Linked DNA regions of Zea mays: region 1 is linked to region 2. The links are chromatin contacts, called in public Hi-C maps. All regions are on one chromosome and are shown on one strand. The core of a region is the stretch at or near the end of the contact, and the rest is flanking DNA. Distances in the headings are between cores, read along the strand shown. Region 1 holds the start of LOC100281176 (VHS and GAT domain protein). Region 2 has its middle 38 kb from the start of LOC103626932.

Region 1 (3,432 bases), core at 415-2,914, 200 kb before region 2:
CCAATACAAAAACCATGACCAAGTTCACCATGTGTGTCCTGCAACAGAACTCATGGTAGTAAGAGCATCTTCTCGTCGCCAGTCGGCGCTGCTCCTTCTCGTTGCCGTGCTGGTGCTCTTCGCGTCCACCGCCATGGTGCAGCAGCAGAGAATTGCTCGTCCGCCATGTTCTCCGCCAGGGCGATTGTTCCAGCGGTGCACTAACCTCCCCGTGCGCGGCGCCAGCCTGTACTGGACGAACCACGCGGCGAACGCGTTCCGGGCGCCGCAGGCCACCAGCGGCTGGGTCGCGGGGGGCGTCAACACCGAGCTCGCCAGCACAATGGCCGGCAGGAGCCTGTTCATCGCCTCGCACTCCCAGGGCGGCAACAGCGCGGTGCCCGTCCTGATGACCTACCTGGAGAGCACGGCGACAACACCCTCAGGGTCGCCGTGCCCACTGGGCCGGCCGCGGAGTACTCGGGCGGCGCGTACACCATCTACGCGACGGTGGCGCTGCCGGGGAACAGCACGGTGCAGAACACTGTGTGGCATCCGGGCCGCTCTGTGGCGGGGAAATCGCGACGCGCAGCTCGGGGCACGGCCGCGCAGATCCTGCGGAAAATCTCGCGGCAGGGGGGGGGGGGGGGGGGGGGGGTGGGGGGGTATACACACGACCGCGAGTCCACGGATTTTTTTTTCCCCACGCGTGGGATGGAATTGAGAGTTGTTGGAGATGTATTTTGTCAATCTTACAAAAAAATCATATGAATGATTAGGAGAAGGAACAATTGGATCTATACCATTAAAAGATCCAAACTTTAGATATATACCATGGACCCCACATGTCATTGACTCATGTGGACCTATATGTAAGTGAGATAGTAATGGTATGGATCCAAAGTGGTGATCTTTTAATGGTATGGATCCAAATTTCCCTTAGGAGAATGTTTTGGGAACTGTCGGAGACGCTCTAGGCCAGAATTTGTTTTTAATCGCAGAACACACTTCGACATCTAAATTTTATAACTGGTGGAATAATTCAGGACCCAACACTCCCAAGCCAGTTTTTCCCTTCAAAGAACAAGATGAACTGACGAAGTGACGACATATACTAATAACCAGAAACCACAAAATGAACATCCCAAGGTAGTTTCCCCCCACCATTTGATAGAAACGGAGGCTGCTTTCAATAAAATTTAGAAAACCCCATCATTCAGCAATAGAACAGTAATACCAGCACTGGAAACACGCAGATGAAACGGGGAGAAAAAGAAGCAAAGTTGTGCGTGCGTCCTCACCCGGGTTCGCGGTTGAGGATGTCACAGATCTCCAAGTTCATCGCCCAGTCCGGGCCGATGAGCATATCGCTGGTTGCCCGCTCCACCATCGCCGACGACATCTCCGCTCCGTCCAAACACCACCACCACACAACGCCTTACTGAAGAGATCGCCCGCGCGCCCAACTAAACCCCTCGTTTCTCCCTTGTCCTTGGTCTTCTTGACCGGCCGGCCAACAAGTGGATATGGTGGTTTTTGTGGTGGATTCGGTGGCGGAGAGAGCGAAGGTCGTCGTGTCGAGCCGTTCGAGGCGGCGGTCTTTCGGCGAGCACGATAGGACTTGACGATTTCTGAATTGTGTTGTGACGACGCTGCTTGTCTTTTCTGATCGCCCCTGTCTGTTCGGGTTGGTTTTCCTCCGCCTCTGTCTTTTTCTTGTTTCTTTTTTTAGTTTTTCTTTGAACTGCCACGGGGAGGCACTTGAGTTGAGTCCGGACCAATGATGTACTCGGCTAACTCGCCATTATATAATTCTGCTGGATTATTGGAATTCGAGCGGATTGTGTCCGCCAACCCGAAGCCGGCATTGATTTTTAGTATTCCGATGCTAGTTAGAGTATTAAAATATCATCTAATTATAAAACTAATTAGACACATAAGAACTAAACAGTAAAACGAATCTATTAAACATAATTAGTCTATGATTCATCCATGTGATACTACGGTAGAAGTTTGCTAATTATAGATTAATCAGACTTAATAAATTTGTCTCGTTGTATAGTCTTCACTCACATAGTTGACTTTCAAAAATCCGACATCGAGAATAACTTCTTCGATGATAGGGTCTAAATGACAAATAATGCTTGATAAATTGAAACATCATGAATTTTAAATTGATCGAGTTGAGACAATGGCCACTTACCTTTTGGCATCTTAGGGGCTAAGGTAGAGCTTTGGCGGATGAAGGACTCGACCAACGCATTGGAAGGCTTGATCAATACCGTGAGATCCTCAACCATTGGTTCACCAGGTACCGTAACCGAAACAAAGTACTGGATGATGTGCACTCCGGAACATTGGTTGGCTCGGCTCTTGATGGCTAGTCTCTAGTATGGGTGAAAACGGCCGGTAATGGTCGAAAAAAAACCTCTCACCTTTTCAGTCGCATAATTTTTTGTTCAGTCGAAATCGGTAAACGGGAAAGTCAGAAACGGATAACGGTCGGTAAATTCCGGTATATCAAAAACGGATAAATCCGAGCAAAATAGCTCGGAATTGATCGGGAAACGGTAACTGTAATCGGAAAGCTCAATAAACAAATCCTAACCACACAATTGTTCATTCACATCCACATACAAGTCTCATTCACAAAAGTACACAAAACACAATCTTGTCTACATATAATTGGTCATACACTCTTAAATTTTAACACAAAATACATAAGTCTTAAAACACGATTGTTCATTCACATCCACATACAAGTCTCAACCACACAAATACACAATACATAGTCATGACCACACATAAATGATCATACATGTTCACTAAAGTTTTAACCACATAGTATATAAGTCTTAAACACACGATACATAAACTAGAAATCATGTGGCATGTCGTCTGGATCACTTGATATATCTTCTATGACATCTGAAACCCTACACCCTAAGCCCTAACGGGTATAGTTCCTGTCTCCTTGGTTGTTTTGTGGACCGAGAAAATACGGTAAGAAATACAGGAAAATACCGAATTTTCCCGAGAAATCTGAAAACATACGGTAAATATGTCTCACCGTTTATCGTACCATTTTCGTAATAACATATCCCGTTTCCGTCCCGTTTTCCGTATATCCCGAAAAATCTGAAAACGACCGGAAAAATCCGGTAAACGGTACTGTAAATTTACCGAATTTTACCGACCATTTACATCCTTAGTCTCTAGGGGCTCGAGAGCCCTAGTAAGAGGCACCGGTTCGACTGGGGCACTTTGAGAAGATTGCGTCACCGGATGCGGGGGACCAATCGAATCATCCGACAGATCCGTTCATAATCTAATGCATTAACATTCAAAACATGTTCATTCATATACCTTCAATTAAAATGGTAACTACGAAGTTGTCGTACCTTGCACATCTCTCGATTCTCTTCTTCACAGGAGTTGAAGATCCTCCCTAGG
Region 2 (3,507 bases), core at 565-3,064:
GTACATGCAGAGCCTTGGCGCCGCACAGGGTCATGCTCCACCACCTCTGTTGTTCCCTGCAGCTGACCCTGCTGAGTTCACTACTCCTGTGAGTATCAAAATTTTAGTATTGCATGATATATATTCATATGTTCTCACACATGCAATCTCTTCTCTGTGCAGGGTCAATCGGAGGCGTCGAACAACCCTCACGCTTGTCCAGCCCTTCGCCGAACCAGTCCAGCCGCCCACCTCGTTGATGACCTGTTTTGTGATGATCCAGACTTATATTTGTGAGTGTTGGTGATGTTAGTTATACTTGGTCTTGTGACATACTTAGTGAGACTTATGTGCTGTGAAACCTGATTTATGTGGTGATATTTGTGATATATATGGTGTTGATGATAAATGTGTTGATTCTGTGATGCGAATGATATATAATGTGATGTGAATGCTATATATCTTTTATTTGTTTGGATGGAATAGCAAAAACAAATAAAAAAGGGACTTTCTGGTCACTTTGCCGAGTGTAAAACTCGGCAAAGGGTATATTTGCTGAGTGCTATGACCATGGCACTCGGCAAAGAAGGCACACCTGGGAACCGGTAAAGCCTTCTTTGCCGAGTGCTGTGGTCAAGGCTCTCGGCAAAGAAGCTACCTGTGCCGAGTGCCGCCCAGCGCACTCGGCAAAGGTACTGGCAAAGGGACTGGCGGAGGGGCCCACTGGAGCCGTCTTTGCCGAGAGCCATGATAGCAGACACTCGGTAAAATTGGCTTCTTTGCCGAGTGCCAATGAAGACACTCGGCAAAGGATCCGTCACCGTCACTTGGCGTCGTGACGGCGACTTTTCTTTGCCGAGTACCAAATGGCACTCGGCAAGTCCGATAAAAGGTACTCGGCAAAGAGGCCGTTGCCGATGTACAGTTCGCCGAGCGTTCTTTGCCGAGTGTTTTCTAGGTTTTGCCGAGTGCCTTAGGCACTCGGCAAAGGAGCTGTGTCCGGTAGTGATGGCATAAATTTATACGAAATTGTGACTAGACTTTTATGGTGTAGCGTTTAAATTTTCATCTTCTTTAACCTCACGCTTGCAGCAGTAGAAGTGGAACAGCACGATCGACCCTAGAGAATGGAGAAGGGCTCGGCTCCACGACTACGCACCAACGACTAGGTTCGAGTTGGATCTCTCGTCGACAACAACGTACACAGCAAGGCATAAACAACAGCATGATCGGGCAAGCTCCTTCACGGTGCCGGTGAACGGAGACAGACTTTGCAAGCAGGAAGGCCTTCATGAGTAGCAAGCGACATCAATGGCAAACAAGGAGGATGAACATGCGCTAGCGTTTGCAGCAGGAGGAAATGGGAGGGGTACTGCGTCTTATATTGAAGAGGAGATGAGGTGGATTAGGATCAAATTAATCACAAATTAAATTGCAAATTGAACCCTTGCTTTATTGTGTAGAGAACGGACGAGACAAACATTAGTGGCATCGAGGAAATAGAGAGAAATGCCTGGGAGGGGAGGGCAAGAAGAGGAGAGGACGTCGGGAGAAAGAACGGTTGCGCCAACCACCATTAATTACGCACGAAGCAGTAAATGCAACGCGGGAGACGGACAGCCAGCACGGCGGCTGCTCCACCAAGTGGAAGTTGAGCGGGCGGCGGGGCGGCCACGAACGGATGATGCAGGCGAACGCTACGATGGAACATCAGCCGTAGCAGAGGAATACGATGTTGAAGACGCTCCCTACCTGACGTGTGGGACAATGCACAGGTGAAAGAGAGAGAGAGGGAGATGAGTGGGCGGATGGATCCCCGGGAAAAAAGAGAAATAATGCGAGGTGGGTCACGCACGTCATGGAGAGAAAGGGAAGGTGAGGGGAATAGAAACCGGCTAGGCCATATAGGCCATTTCGGCCAAGGGCCGAGCGGACGTCTGTTTTGTTTTTTTTCCTTTTTCTTTTTTTTTATACATTTGTAATATATATTAAAATATTATAAATCAAAAAATATTTTATAGTTGAAAGTACCAATTTTTAGATCAGATACTTTTAGACCTAAAATCTGTCATTTAATAAAATAAAGTGGTCTTCACACACAAAAGAAAATAAAGTAATTAAAAATAAAACCTTTGTAATTTATGAACAAACAGAAATCATGCTCTATAAATAAATACATTAAACACTTGTTAAAATTTTACTATTCAAAAAATTTGTTCGATTTAATTATGTCACCATTTCATTATTTAAAAACACTAATATTTTCTTCTATTGAAAACTAATAAGTCAAACTGAGTTGCTTTTAGGTGATGGGTTTAGGTTGTTACAATTGAATAAACATGCTCTACGTGGATGAGGACAACACAACGTTGCTCGATTGGGCAATCGATCGAGAAGTGGTACTCTACTACAATGTTGATGAAACGGTTTCAGTCGGGCAGTTTGAGCAACGGGTTGGTGGTACTCTACTGTAACACCGAGGACTCCTCGACGGAGCTCTGGTTCTTGAAAGACGTGGACGACAATTCAGCGTCACACTAGACTAGACTATGGGTTGTTTGTTTTGGCATTTTTCTAACGAGTTAACCAGTTTTTTTAAATCAGTCTGAATTCTTAAAAACTAAATTGCTACCAAATAGGTCCTAAGCTCAGTATATCTTGAGGACCAAAGTATAGAATAACTTGCGTCTAGCAATGATAGAGTGTCATTTCTGTTGTAACGGATACAGATAGATAGCAAGCAGCACGTGTCTCCCCCTCCAGATTTGGGCTTGAATAGACCACGTTGACCTCAGATTTGTTTTAGCCACATGGGAACGACCACAAATCCACTCCACTAAGCGGACGAATGGTTGCAATTATGCAATGCCAAAATAAAAGGTCAACAAATCTTGCCGGCAATTTCAATTTTCAAAGCTTCGTGGATGGTACTATCATGGCCGGTGTGTGAGGCAGGCAACGAACGGAGGCGGCGACGACCACGACAGGCAACGCAACCAAATCCGCACGGTGCATGGACGGTCTTTTCTGCAGTGCGGCTTTAGTAGTATCCGCCGGAGTGGACGACGACGACTGACAATGACGTTATCCGTTACCGTGGTGGAGTCCACTCCTGAGTCCAGAGTAGGCAAACTTGTAATGGCAGGAGCATCTGCTTTGATGGTCACGCGGTCCTGACAGGCCACGATTCACGAATGCTGCTCACCAGTGACAGTGATTGGGGTCGCCTTGCGCACAAATTAGTATAATGACAGCGCACAAATTAGTATAATGACATTACCGAGGCATACGAAAGAGAAGGATATATGACACGGCAACAACTAATATGCAAGAAGTCATTAGGTATAAGTGTGTTGGAACTTGCTGACACGTGGTCAAACTAATCCAAACCATGGAGAACGGGAATGATTTGATACTTGTCAACACGGTGGATTTTCAGCCTCCTGCATTAGGATGCTATGTGTGGGTATTTATAAGTACCTAAGGGGCAGTATCACCTTGGCAAATACAATTATGTCCCTGGTTACC

The links. Hi-C and Micro-C count contacts between places; a contact is called where the count stands out from the background.
Region 1: a Hi-C map of tassel shows a contact between it and region 2, with 5 times the contacts expected there. The contact joins the promoter of LOC100281176 here to the enhancer-like site in region 2. A contact is called at or near these places in 4 of 25 Hi-C or Micro-C datasets (ear, leaf, leaf mesophyll and 1 more).

What each region holds. Positions count from the first base shown.
Region 1 is chr5:138,570,395-138,573,826 of Zm-B73-REFERENCE-NAM-5.0, reverse strand. LOC100281176 (VHS and GAT domain protein) reads right to left here and starts at 1,664. Exons shown (of 10, transcript NM_001154095.2): 1 at 1,281-1,664. The coding sequence starts at 1,381.
Region 2 is chr5:138,372,753-138,376,259 of Zm-B73-REFERENCE-NAM-5.0, reverse strand. No RefSeq gene overlaps it. Among protein-coding and RNA genes, the nearest start is that of LOC103626932, 38 kb to the right of the region's middle. Within about 2 kb of position 1,814, at least 16 of the 20 cell types and tissues checked have an H3K27ac peak or open chromatin away from gene starts, as enhancers often do. A contact at or near this core is called in ear, leaf, leaf mesophyll and 1 more, where this site is marked.